Regions from separate parts of the Sus scrofa genome. Here region 2 is linked to region 1. The links are chromatin contacts, called in public Hi-C maps. All regions are on one chromosome and are shown on one strand. The core of a region is the stretch at or near the end of the contact, and the rest is flanking DNA. Distances in the headings are between cores, read along the strand shown.

Evidence for each region. Hi-C and Micro-C count contacts between places; a contact is called where the count stands out from the background.
Region 2: a Hi-C map of liver shows a contact between it and region 1, with 5 times the contacts expected there. The contact joins two enhancer-like sites. A contact is called at or near these places in 2 of 47 Hi-C or Micro-C datasets (both in liver) and 1 of 2 datasets of contacts at active chromatin or transcription factors (alveolar macrophages).

Annotation. Positions count from the first base shown.
Region 1 is chr4:81,966,980-81,974,262 of Sscrofa11.1, reverse strand. No RefSeq gene overlaps it. Among named protein-coding and RNA genes, the nearest start is that of ATP1B1, 34 kb to the right of the region's middle. Within about 2 kb of position 4,807, at least 7 of the 83 cell types and tissues checked have an H3K27ac peak or open chromatin away from gene starts, as enhancers often do. A contact at or near this core is called in liver, where this site is marked.
Region 2 is chr4:82,163,413-82,170,813 of Sscrofa11.1, reverse strand. All of the region lies in intron 2 of LOC110260299 (a long non-coding RNA gene), which reads right to left. It also overlaps the pseudogene LOC106510108. Among named protein-coding and RNA genes, the nearest start is that of DPT, 120 kb to the left of the region's middle. Within about 2 kb of position 2,528, at least 5 of the 83 cell types and tissues checked have an H3K27ac peak or open chromatin away from gene starts, as enhancers often do. A contact at or near this core is called in liver, where this site is marked.

The DNA.
Region 1 (7,283 bases), core at 3,558-6,057:
TGAAATTTGTGATAAGCCAGAAAAAAATAATAGTCACTAGTATTATTAAAAGTGATAAGATTTGTCATATGCCAGGGGAAAAAAGTGGCAATAGTGGTATTTTAGCCATTATCAGCAAACAAAAAAAAAAAATCCAGAGGGAAAACATGACAAGATCTCAGAGTGTCTTGGGGAAAGCTTTCTTCCCACAAGAGTTGTATTTGTCAGAAATTCTCTGCATTTGAATATTTTATAATTAAAACACATTTTCCTATTAGATTATAATTCTAGAAGTATTTTCTATTCAATTTTGGTAAATTTAACTCTTTTCTTTAATGATCTGGCTTCATCTCTTTCTAGCTTTTTGATCTTGAGCAACCTTGTTTACCTCTTTAAATATCTGTGTTCTTATCTATAAAATTAAGTTCTGGAATCACCTGTGCTAATGAACATATAAGTGCTTTGTTAACATATAAACTTCCTCCTTCCCCGTAGAAATGCTGAGTTAAAATGGCTCCAATGCTGCACTACCTGGACTCCTTACTTAAGACATTTGTGAAGTGAAATATACTTTTAATTAGAAAGTAACAAGCATTTAATTTCTTATATTTAGTTGCAACTCAGTATAGCATATCATCTTAAAAGATGGCAAAACTTTGGAGAAAACTGCTATTGAGGTATTTAATGTGAAGAAGAATATCTGAAAGAGTTGATTAATATCTTAGGAAGGTGATAAAATTCTCCCCATTTCACAGAAAGGCGCACTGATAGTTGAAGAACAAATAGGCTTTCTGAGAGGTTATCATAGAACCAATCTCTTTGACTTCAGTTTCTCCTCTTTCCAAGACAGCATGAAAAATATGACCAAATCAATCCTATTAACATATTGGTTTTCATCTAATTGTTCTCCTCCTAAAAAATATCCAGGATTCTTTATCCACATAAAAAGCTCCAGCTCCATAGATAGCTGAAATTTACTTATCTTACTTTACAATATGGTCCTACCTCCCTTCTAAGGCCTGGTCTCTGCCTTTCTCCATAATTTGCATCTTCTATTTGATTCCAGCTTAATCATCTCCTAAACAGTTTATACTTATCTCCTACTCCAAACATTTGCTCAAGTTATATCCTCACCTCTGTGTTTTTCCATTATTCATTCATCTATTTGAATCTTACCTAGCCCTATTTATTTTTTATTCTTTTTATTCATCCATATTTTCTTAGTTTTCTAACAATATTTTTTATCTAGATCCTAGGTGTTACTAGGGCCCAGATTTCACACTTTCTTCCCCAAAAATTCTGGCTGGCTTTGATAACATCTTCTGTGACTACAATCTGGACCACCTGCCAGAGCTCTTAGCTCTCCTGTGGGTGGATCTTTCTCTCCAACCAGGCCCGGCATTTTTTCTTTCTTGTGCATTGTGTTTTGTTTGTCCTGTGACTCTTTCCAGAAAGGTTTTAGGAGAGCTTAAAGAAAACACACACACACATAATTGCAGAATACAAATAGTACAAGGCAGAAGAGGGATCCAATAAAGATAAATAGTGTAATTCTGACTTCCTACGAGGTCTCTCAATCCCAGGTACTCTGTGTCCTAATACCTTGTTAATACATTTCACTGAAACTCTGGCAGGGAAAGAGCAGGATGAAGAAGAGAAGATATAACAGAAAGAATCCCAGATCCTTAATCCTTTACTCATTCATTTATACTGTCATTCAATAAAAATGTTTAAGCCATCTATTCCATACCATGTACTGGTTCTAGAACTAGTTTCACAACTTGAATGACCCTCTTTGTCTATTTAGCCTTATTTGTTAGATAATGCAATTAAAATAAAAAAGGAAGGTTAGACTGTGACCTTTCCCTATTGAGTATAAAATGAATTTAAAGAAAGCATTATTTACATAGATAATTCAACACTGAAAGCCAGGACTGGCCCATGTGTTTGAAACCTAAAGCTAATTTGTAAGGTAAACACTGATCCTAAAATAGGGCTAGTGTTTTCTGAATTTGCTTTATATTTCATGTGTGCTGAGTTTTCAGGGAAATTTGCATTTATGAATTGAGTAAATCTAATAACCAATGAATACATAAAAATTAGTCAACCTGATTGGTGAGCAAATTATTGAAAATGATATAGTTTTTAAAGATAATGTGAAACGACAATGAAGTCCAACCACATACCCACTAGAACATCTAAAATTTTAAAGATTTTAAACAACAAATATTGGAAATGATTTACAATAAATAGAACTCCAATAGGTGGGTGGATTAGTACAACCATTTTGAGAAACACTTTAGCAGTTTTATAAATAGTTAAAATGGACATCTGCCCTGTGACTTGGCAATTCCATTCCTAGCTATTTGTCTGAGAAAAATAAAAAGAATTGTCTACAAAAAGACTTGTATAAGAATAGCCAAAATTGGAAGCACTCTAGATGTCTGTCAACAGAAGAATGAATAAATGAACTTTGATATAATCATACAGCAGAAAAATACCAATAAAAAGTAACAAACTACTCATATAGGAAACAATATAAATGTTTCAAAAATATTATATTGAATGAAATTGTAAAGTATGTGATTCCAATTATATGAAAGTCTAGAACCTACAGTGATGGGAATAAGATCAATATTTACTTCTTGGGTGTAGAGGGAATTGACTGGGAAGAGGCATAAGGAAATGTTCTAGTATGACTGAAATATCCTGTGTCCTGACAGGCACTCATCAAAATTGGTTGACAGTAGTTACAGTTAAAATCTGACCATTTCACTGTATTCAATTATATCTCAATAAACCAAACAAACTTTAAAAGATAATGCCGAGGGAAATTTGGGGAGATGGAAATGCTCTAAAACTGGATTGTGGTAGTGGTTGCAACTGTATACATTTATTAAAAAGTATTGAAGATTCCCTTTTCTCCACGTGCTCTCCAGCATTTGTTATTTGTTGACTTGTTAATCCTGGGCATTCTGATCAGTGTGAGGTGGTTCCTTATTGTAGTTTTGATATGCATTTCTCTAATAATTAGTGATGTTGAACATTTCTTCATGTGCCTGTTGGTCATCTGTATATCTTCTTTGGAGAAATGTCTATTCAGGTCTTCTGCCCATTTTTCAATTGGGTTGTTGGTTTTTTTTGCTGTTGTATAAATTTTGTGCATTTTAGAGATTAAGCCCTTGTCAGTTGCATCATTTGAAACTATTTTATCCCATTCCATAGATTGTCTTTTTTGGGGTTTTATAAATGGTATCCTTTGCTGTGTAAGAGCTTACCAGTTTGATTAGGTCCCATTGATTTAATTTTGCTTTTATAAATGTTGCCTTGGGTGACTGACCTAAGAGAACATTTGTACGGTTGATGTCAGAATGTTTTGCCTAGGTTCTCTTCTAGGAGTTTTATGGTGAGCACTGTTGGTGGGAATGTAAATTGGTACAATCACTATGGAAAACAGCATTGAGGTACCTCAGAAAACTAAATATAGAACTATCATATGACCCAGCAATCCCACTCTTGGGCATATATCCAGATAAAATTTTCATTCAAAAAGATAAATGCAGCAATATTCACAGTAACCAAGACATGGAAACAACCTAAATGTCCATCGACAGATGAATGGATTAAGAAGATGTGGTCTATATACACAATTAAATACTACTCAGCCTTTAAAAAGAATGAAATTATGTCATTTGCAGCAACATGGATGTAAATAGAGACTCTTGTACTAACCGAAGTAAGTCAGAAAGAGAAAGACAAATACCATATGATATCACCTGTATCCGGAATCTAATATATGACACAAATGAACCTTTCCACAGAAAAGAAATTCATGGACTTGGAGAATAAACAAGTCATTGCCAAGGGGGAAGGCGAAGGGGTGGGATGGACTGGGAGTTTGGGGTTAATAGATGCAAACTATTGCATTTGGAGTGGATAAGCAATGAGATCCTGCTGTATAGAACAGGGAACTATATCTAGTCACTTGTGATGGAACATGATAGAGGATAATGCGAGAAAAAGAATATATATGTGTGACTGGGCCACTTTGTTATACAATAGAAATTGACAGAAGACAGTAAATCAACTATAATGGAAAAAATAAAAATCTTTTTAAAAATCATTGAACTATTTATTTATAATGAGTAAATTTTAAAATATGTCAGGCTATGATTAGAGTCCCTTTTCTCCCAAAATGAAGTAGACAGTGCAATGTGATGAAAAGACTGCTAGACAAGTCAAGAAAGCTGAATTTCAGAATTGGCTTTGTCACTTATTAGCCATGTGTCCTTATGCATGTACCTTCCCTCTCATGTCTATAACACATGAAGGTTCTACTTACACATGTAAGTGCTCCTCCAGATCAAACAGTCTACTGTTTCAAATTAGCTCATACCCTTCTCTTCCCTGTCTCTTAAGGTTTAGTCCTTTTGGGCACTCTTGCCCCTCTCTCCTTCCTCTGTCCATGGTTTTCCTGGGGACATCTGTCCTGTGATCTCCAAACTGTACAAGGTCAGAAGGTTGTCTGCCAATGGGCCGCGCAAGCAGGTGCTGAAACATTGCCCTATTGCTTGCTGCCCATTTAGCTAGAGTTGTGTTAATTTTTTTCTGCCTAACTGGATTAATAGGGCACACATATGTCTGTAGACAGAGCCCCATTGAATACATTTTGCAGAGTAAACAAAAGTTTAATTTTCTTTAAACAGACATCAGTGCTTTAGGATGTGTGAAGCCCAGAGAGTGACTTCCTCAGGCAGCCTGTCTCTCCTAGGGGATGGGGCTGCCCAGATCTTGACCCAGTGAGGAGGAAAAATACAGGCGCAGGGGAAAAGAGTTCTGACGCATTCAGCTAAACTAAATTACAACCAAGTGAAAGGAGAGACAGGGAGAACTAGGTTGTGTTATCAGTTTTCAACTTCTGTTAACTTTATTGGCATGACAAGGTAGACACATTGCCAAAGTCAATGCAGTAGATCTGTGTGCCTAAGGCAAGCTTTGGTGCTAATGGAGGTTTTAGTGCCAGACATTCTGTCCTGTGATGTTTACTAAAGTCCTTCTTGGTCTCTAGCTACCACATGTTGTGGTTATAATCTTGCTATTGAAGGTCAGAGAATTTGTTTGAGGTCCTCAAATCAAACTTACAGTAAGGGTCTTCTCTGCTGAAACCTTTTTATACTATTGAAAAATTTCGTGGGCTTATATTTTTATTTTGTTTAACATGTAGTATACAACAATAAAAATAAACAATTATTTTCAGACAGGATATTGTTGAAATATTACACTTCCTAGGCATGCTTTTAAAATAAAACATATTCTATGAAAACCACCTAAAATTTCCTTATCAAAAAATCTTGCTTTAATGTCTATATTTCTAGTAAATACCTAGTTAAGCTGTTAATATCTAGGATCTTCATGCAAAGCACCTCTATCCTTAAGAGAAAATGGAGAAATGACAAGGGTTTTTTTAATTTTATAATGGTTTTTATTTTTTCCATTATAGCTAGCTTACAGTGTTCTGTCAGTTTTCTACTGTACAGCAAACTGACCCAGTTACACTCTTCACAATAGCCAATTCATGGAAATAACCTAAATGTCTATCAACAGAAGATTGGATTAAGAAGATGTGATATATATACACAATGGAATACTACTCGGCTATAAAAAGAACAAAATAGTGCCATTTGCAGCAACATGGATGGAACTAGAGACTCTCATACTATGTGAAGTAAGTCAGAAAGAGAAAGACAAATACCATATAATATCACTTATACCTGGAATCTAATATACGGCATAAATGAACCTTTCCACAGAAAAGAAACTCATGGACATAGGAAATGACAAGATTTTAGCTCATGATTTTAGTAGTATAGATATGCACCGTGTTGTTATGACCAGGAGCCCAGCCTGAGCTGCCAGGCTGAGAAGCAAGATGATAGATAAAACATAATTATAGATAATGGATACAGATCATGTGCAGATCATGACTCTGGCCAGCAAGTATGTGATAATGGCTAAGATTAATGTTTAAACAAATATTTGTTTTAAAGGAGGTGAAAGCTTGTAGTGTAACATATGTTTCAGATACAGCACACTTATGGCACAAGCCTGCCATTTGGGGTACGTGACCTATGGACAAAGCATCACCTTTACTTCATGGCATCTTCCACTAATTATGGGCTATTATCTTTGTGAGCTGTCTGTATTAAATGACTGACTGAAAGCATTCATACCTTCAAAGACTAGAATATTTGATCTATAAAGAACCTACTAAATTAGCTAGTACCATCCTCTCATTTTACAAAAACTGAGGTCTAGATATTTTTGTTTGCATATTTTCTTTAAGGTCAACATTTAACAACTAAGGTGATCCTAGAATTCAGGTCTCTTGACTCAGGAGAGTTAATGTTCCATTATACCAGAATCCTATTGCACATTGCCTCCTGTACTTTGCCCTCAATATATTCATGTAAAAGTTAATACTCAAGTGTAGAAAGAGGCCAACGTCCACTAACAGTAAATTAACCAATAAATCTTACCTATTTTTCCACTTCACCTAGTAGTTTTATTTGCTCATTTCAATCATCTTTCTAAAAAAAAAAGTAGTTTGCTTGTTGGTTGTTGGGTTGGTAAGTTCAAGGTATCCTTCAAATTAATGTAAAAACCAAGGTGTAATCAAAGGCTTCATTATTCTATGAGTTTAATAAGCATTCCCAAAGGAAAGTCGTTGTTATCACTAACACAATCACAAGATCGGTTATATGAGAATGAAGATATATATTTATATATAAGATATAGACATATATATGTATGTGCCTGTGTATATATATACCTCATTGCTTATATATATGCAAACATACACCTATATCTCATGTGTGTGTATATATATCTTATTGCTTATATATATATACACACACACATATATATACATACACAGACATATATACATACCCACATATATCTATAGCTCTCATATATATAATAATATATGTAATAACATATATACTATTTCCCTCTAAATATTTTAGTAGTTCTTCAAAGGTACATTTTTTAAAGTAACTGGTGAGATTGGAAAAGGGCAACAGATTTATCAGAAAGTGAATGACATAAACAATCCAGCTCTGAACTTTTTTTCCCCCAGTTAAAAGGCTTAGGAAATTAACAAGTTTCCTGAGTCAGGATCTTAAATATTTATGTACACTCCAAGTGTTCTTATGTTCTTACTAATTTTAGAGATGTCCAAATTAAGGGACTGGGATAAAATCAAGGACTAGGATTAATCAGCTAAGATCTCCATTTCCCAAGCA
Region 2 (7,401 bases), core at 1,279-3,778, 200 kb before region 1:
AATGGATTATTCAAGTCATAGAGCTAAAAGGGGTGAACTTGGACTCAAACCTAAGCTTCTCTGGCTATGAAGCTTGTTCTCGTCAACATTCATGCTATGCTGCCTCCCAGAAATGTAGGGGAATGTGCTGTGTAGGGCTGAATTCTGTTTACTTCATTATTTATACACTCATTCATAATTCATAACTCATCTAGATCCAAGAATGACGTAAATAAGTTTTTGTTATTTAGGAGAATGTAAACAAACTGACCCAAAGTTCTATTTAGGAAACTAATATATGGTTGTAAGCCCTAGGGAAAATGCCTCCCAGAATGTAGTTATTGCTAAAGTAAATACAAGAGATCTTTGAGAAGTAAAATTCCATGCAATAAAGTCCTGTAAACCTCTCTCAATTCTTCTCTCTCTCATTCTTCCCACAGGTATAACACATTTGGTCGTCTAGCTTCAAAGCCAAAAGAAATGTGTTCTCAGGTGAGTGAGGAGCTACAAAAAATTGTCATGCTATCCATGGAGGACCTGATAGGTGACAGATCATTAGTATAAAGACCACAAAAATACAAATGCCTGCATCTAAACACAGGGGCAAATGGCCTCGTGCATGTCAGTCTCTTCTGGGGTGACCACTGTATTATCAGGGGTGGTATAATAGTTGTTCATAATAAAACTCGATTACTTGGAAAATGTAAAAACATTTAAAACTATTCTAGTGTTATAAAAATATGTATTTCATCAAATGTTTTCATTAATACTATCAATTTAAAACTAGAATTTTGCTTTTTTAAAGATACTAATTGCCTGAAAAATTCATGGGTGTGACAAATGAATTTGTCACAAGTTCAAAAGTGGGGAACACAAGAAATTATTTGGCAGAGTAGATATTTCCTTGGTGACAAACTCTAAAGCTAAAATTTGATAAGTTGTCCTTTATTGTCTGAGACATGTTATGAACAGATAAAATGTGGTGGGTGGGGATATGCATACAAAACAAAAGCCTATACTTTTGTATATTTTCATGTAGTATATAAACTTCTCAATCCAACAATCTTGTTATTCATTTTTTTCCAAAATAAATTTGAACATAAGCTCTCCAGATACCTTGGGGAAAGGTAGTCTTTGGAAAATTATGGTAAGAAATATTTTTCAGGCTTACATACACTAGGTAATTGGTATATGTAGAACCAACAAAAAGGATAAAAGAGGTGAATTCATGTGTCTTCACATAAGGTAGTATTTCAGAGTCCTCTGAACTGTTCAAATACCTAGGACATATGTACTATTTATCACCTGCCACCTTGTCTCTGGGTTTATGGTTACGATTATAACGGGGAAGAGAAAGAATGGCTTGGCGGGTTTGCTTTCAACAGAGTTTTTTAAAGCTGGAATTATTTAAAACATAATTCTAACTACATTTATTATAAAGAATACCTCTGAGTAGTAGCATAGTCAAGGCAGTATAAATAAAAACACTGAAAGAGAAAATCCTCCGTGTTTTTTTTCAGCTACTATTAGTCTAGTCACTGCTTCTCTTCAAGCCTCAGTTCCCCCCCTCTATAAAAGATATGGATTTGATGAGAAAACCTCTATGGCCTTCCAACTCAGAAGCAGTGCTAAACATTCTCTATTTTTTTTTGTCTTTTAACCCTTTCTAGGGCCTCTCTCTCTCCGTGGCACATGGAGGTTCCCAGGCTAGAGGTCTAATTGGAGCTCACAGCAACGCGGGATCGGAGCTGCATCTGCCACCTACAACACAGCTTACGGCAACCCCAGAGCCTTAGCCCATTGAGCAAGGCCAGGGATCAAACCCGAAACCTCATGTTTCCTAGTTGGATTCGTTAACCACTGCGCCATGACGGGAACTCCACTCTCCATTGTTCTTTAAGGTCACTCTTAGTCTTCATAACTCAAGAAGATGAACTTCTTGCTTCCTAACCACATAAAATCTGTGAGTTCTAAAGTAAATCCAGTATCTCTTTTTTAATTTATTTATGGGTCTTGAATTTCCACCCAGTTTCTATCAATTGAATCATTAACTCTTGGAGTCTAAGGAAGCTTAAATATTATTCAATCCCTGTTTACTCAGATGAGGAGCTTGGGGTTTAGGAATTTGCCCAGGTTCACACCTAATGGCACAGTCAGCACTAGAACCCAGTTTCCCAACCATCAGTCCTCCATAGAATGTTCTCTAGCCTGTGACACTGCCTCCTTACAATATATTTGATACAATGTCTACATTAAAATTACAGGAAATATCAAAAGTCCACACAGCTTCTGGAGTCAGTATTAGAAGAAAAGGAGCCAATTTAAATATGTTGAAGTTGAGGGTCTCTGAAAAATATTAATAAAACATTATTAAGAGGTTAAGTGGCTCCAGGGATAAGGATCTGGCCTCCTTTGCCTACTCAGAACTTGGTGAAAACAAAGTCTTATGTGTAAATGTATTTTTGTTGAAGTTTTTCCACTGAGACTGAGGGAGGGCAAACTGATTTAGATAAAATGAACACTGACCTCAGCTGACCCAAAACTGTTGCCCAAGGCACAAAACAAAGCCCCAATCAACTCTAGCCTCGGTTCAGAGAAAGGGCAGCAAAGGGGAGGGCTGGTGAGGATGGTGGCTGAGAAATAAAAACATTTGTATGATTCTCCTCTTCCTGACCAGAATTCATGCTGCCAAATTGTCATAAGAAAGGCTGTTTGTACAGACATCCATTCCCAGTTAAAATAAAAGTATAAGTCAACTCATCTGATTTTTCACTTGGTTCCTAAAGAATAATTTAGTGAACTTTCTGAATTTCTGGCTTTTTAGATAAAGAGGTGTTTCCTATATCAGGAAGATGTGTCCTGAGTGAAAAATGTTTGTGCCTCTTTCCTAGGAAGGTAGGATCTGAAAAAGTTATTTAGTGTTCAAGTGTATCAAAGATTGGGGGCAGGAGTCACACAAAGACAAGAACAGCTATCGTGTAGGCCAGTGTGTAGATGGGCTTCTTAGGTCTGTTAAGTCGGACACTGGAAGTAGGTCAGCATCCACAAGACCATAGTGAGGACACAAACCTGATCCCAAGAACTAGGGACAAGACCATGATGTTCCCTGACAAACCCAAGAAACATTAAGATTAATCCATGATGGTGAGTCTGTAAAGGGTTTTAAAGGATTGTTTTTCCATTTTAAATTTATGCCATGAAACTCAAGCTCTGCTCCAATCCTTACCTTGAGTCAGCAACAGGGACAGAAGATGGGATTAAACAGACTGATAGTTTGATTTAATGTGTCATATACCGTATTTCCTATGGCACTCGGGTTACCATCTGAAGGGCAAAAATAAATGATTTGGGCCAAGCACATTTTGGGGCAGCAGTCATCAGACACTGACTTGAGTTAATCCAGTTAAAATACAATTTGAATAACACCATCTGCACAAGGAATTAAAAGGATGGCCCCAGCCAGTGAGAAGAAAAGCAGAAAGTAGGTCCTAGAGATATTTAGTTCTCCCTGTCCACTGTGTTGGCTGGTCTTTGGGGGTATGATTCGCAACTTGGGAGAGGAAAAGTCAACGTCGCAAGTTCTGGTAGGGCGAAAAGGAAATAGATACTGCAGACATTGAAAGGGCTTTATTCCCCACTGGCATCTTTCCCATTACCTGCACAAACAATTGAATTAGTTATAGAATGATATCAGTGGCTAATTTTATTATAGCTAGCTTATTGGGCATTTACCATGAGTACAGTACTTACAGAAAGTCACCGAGAAAATTTAATTCACTTGTAAATACATGTTGAGCACTGATTTTGTTCCAGGAATTGTGCAGGTAAAAGGATGAATAAGATTTAGCGCTGCTCTTGAGAAGCTTATAAGAGATACAAATGATAGTGAGACCTGGCCCTGGAGGACAGCAGACTCGCTTTCTGCAGAAAGGTGGAATCCACAGGGAAGTTGTCTGAACTTCATCCCTACAGCTTCATAGGGGAAAGGGAACTAATGGAGCAGGCAATATTTAAAAGGCACCTAATGGAGTTCCCATCATAGCTCAGTGGTTAACGAATCCGACTAGGAATCATGAGGTTGCGGGTTCAATCCCTGGCCTTGCTCAGTGAGTTAAGGATCTGGGGTTGCCGTGAGCTGTGGTGTAGGTTGCAGATGCGCCTCGGATCCGGATCCTGTGTTGCTGTGGCTCTGGCGTAGGCCAGCAGCTACAGCTCCAATTAGATCCCTAGCCTGGGAACCTCTACATGCCGTGGGAGCAGCCCAAGAAATGGCAAAAAGCAAAAAAAAATAAAATAAAATAAAATAAAAAAATAAAAAAAAATAAAAGGCACCTAATTAGTTCCAGGCAGGAACTGGGAAAGAGAAGTGAGAAGAAGGACTAACTTTTTGGGTTCTCTCTATTCGTGGTCTCATTTAATTGCTTTAACAAATCTCAGAGGTATGTATGGCTATATCAATTTTACAGAGTCTTAGAGAGTTCAAATTATTTTCATAAGTGCTCACAGCTAAGTTTTTTCAATTTTCAAAGTTTTATTGAAATACAGTTGATTTACAATGTTGTGATAATTTCTGCTGTACAACAAAATGATTCTGTTAAGCATGTACATGCATCCATTCTTTTTCAGATTCTTTTCCCACACAGATTATCACAGAACACTGGGGAGAGGTACCTGTGCTATCTATACAGCAGGTTCCTGTTGGTCAATCATTCCATATCCCTCAGTATGACAATCCCAAACCCCCAGTCCATCCCCCCCACAGCTAATTTTAATATTAAACAACATTTATTGTCTCCAGCAGCACTAAGGCATTACATATATAGACTCACTTAACCCTTTTAAGCAGATACCACTAGAGGACTAATTTTGCAACAGGGAAAACTGTAGCAAGGGTGTGGGGGATGAGTTACGTGCTTTCCTAAGGTTACACAGCTGGTAGATAGCATATCTGGAATTTGAATCTAGAGAGTCTGGCCCCAAGCTCATAACCAGTCATTGGCAAACCTGAGATGCCAATCTTAGATTGGAATCTGTCTGATTCCAAAACCTGTTTTTCCTATCCAGCACATTTGTGTCTCTGCAAATGATATGCTTTATATTCATTATAGCAATTTCAGTGTAAAATAAGAAATAACTTTTTAACGAGAAAGGGAATATACTATAAATGTGAGCCCCCTGACACAGATGTGTTGGCACTATGGAAGGAAACCAAACATGATAACAGGGATTAGGAGATTAAACTAAATGCCTCTAAAATTATTTGGAATCCACGAGTCCACAATACAATAACACAAATAATCCTTAATGAGTTAGAATTTAAATTTTTGTTTCCATACGGTTTTCCATCAACCAACTTGGAATTTTTGTAATTTCAAAATAACACCCTAAAACAATGTGAAAATTCTTTCCCAAACACTGATAGTCTTTATTTCTATAACAAGTTTCATGCCAGGGCTGGGCTCATGGGAAAGGCAGGGACCTCTCTTTTGAACTTGAATGCTTCTACCTCTTCCTAACCCACTAAGTTCTGGTTCCTGAGTGTGATCATCACTCCTGATTCCTACCTGCTAGTCACTGGCATCTATTCTTCTTCCTAATAGAATCCTTATTTTGTTCAAGGGCCACCAAAGCCATAGAGGTTAAGTCTTCACTGGTTTAAGTCAAACATGGTATTTCCATTGCACTTGGAAAGTGATTAGTTTAGACATAGGCATGTCACACAATTTTGGCTAAAGAGATGTCAAGGGAAATCTGTTTGTGAGAATATGGGAAGGTTTTTCTCACTTCTAAAAAGGAACACAAGTTTAGTAGTTTCATTTTCTGATTCTGTATGTTGCCTCCTACAATGAAAGAGCCATCTGGTACTACCTCAAACCAAATTTCTCTAGATGACAGAGTAGATGGATGGATACTGGCTCCTCGATAATGTCACTAAACAGCTGAATTAACCAGCTTTGGAATTCCTCTATTTCTGGGTTTTACCTTAAGAAAGAGAATAAATATCTTGTTATTTACTTGTTGTCTATACCACTTTTTTTTTAACTTGAAGCTGAGAGCATCCAAACTGAACTCCCACATTTGTTTATAAGGTTTAAAGCACTGCATCTCTACAAATTCCATCATAGAATCCTATCATAGAATTATTTCTATGGGGAGATTATGAAATAAAAATTAATAGCAGTAAAAATGATTTTAAAATAATAAAATCCTCATCATTATTAAGCTCATGAAAAGCATAGGTTTTGAAAGAAAATAGATCTAAGTTTAAAATCCAGCTTTTCATCTTGCCAGCTTAGAGATGTTGGAAAAATTATTTAACCACTCCGACAGTGACAGGTCTTATTTTAAAGCGATATAATAAAATGGTAATTTGCAAAGGTGTATAAAATGTGAAAAAAATACATAAAGCCTATGAAATCAATAATTGGTAGTTTTGTCTACTGGTCTCAATTTTCTCATCTATAAAATTAGTATAATAAAATTTAGCTTGTATATGTGAGATTAAGAGATACTGAGTGTATAGAATCAACACTTTACATATAACTATAATAATTTTGGAGGGTGGAGAAAGGAATGATTAAACTGACCAGGGAAGGAAATGAGGGCATTGCTCTCTGTTGAGCAGCCTGGTAGGCACGAATGGAGCTTTGAATGGTAGGAAATGTACATCACAGGAGGGGCAGAGGCCCAAAGACAGTCTTTACCTTCTTCGATGCTCGGCCAGGGCCAACGTCTCTTTAGAACTAAAAAACCAAAAGAAACTGAAAGTAAAATTTATGTTATAGAAGCCATCAAAACTAGCAGCCCAAGTGAGCATTTCTTTAGTAGATCTTGGCTTTTTCTTAGTGCTTCTCCTCTGTCTCTGACTCTCTGTCTCTCCTTGTTCCTGTCTCACATTAAAGGCCTACTCCACTCTGTGCTCTTAAGACATTCAGTAACTTTTAAGAATTCTGAAAAATTTCTTCAAAGGTTTTTATACCACTAAGCAAAATAAGAAATACTGATAGACTTAACTTTGGTCTCCAACCAGATCCAAGTAGGCTTTTCTCCAAAGAATGCTGGTGTTTGTGACCCTACTGCATGAATGCCAAGAAGTACATTGACCTAGGAGTCCTAGTTTCAGCTAAGCAATTGATTTGTGATGATTTTGAGCAGTCCACTTCGATTACCAGTGTCATCATTTCCTTGCTTATTAAACAAAAGAGATTGCATTGAGTCCCTTCTCTGAGGTCAAAGTCACCACTTGGCCTCTCTTCATGAACATTCAATCTCATTAGTTTTTTTAATCTCTCTCTGTAACAATGTAAATCTCTCTGGCTGTCATATTGCATATATACCATCCTGTGCATATTTCTGCCACATGTGGATGACCTAGCAGAATGACGTAAATCATTTCTGCTTCATCTTTGTTTTTGTTTTTGT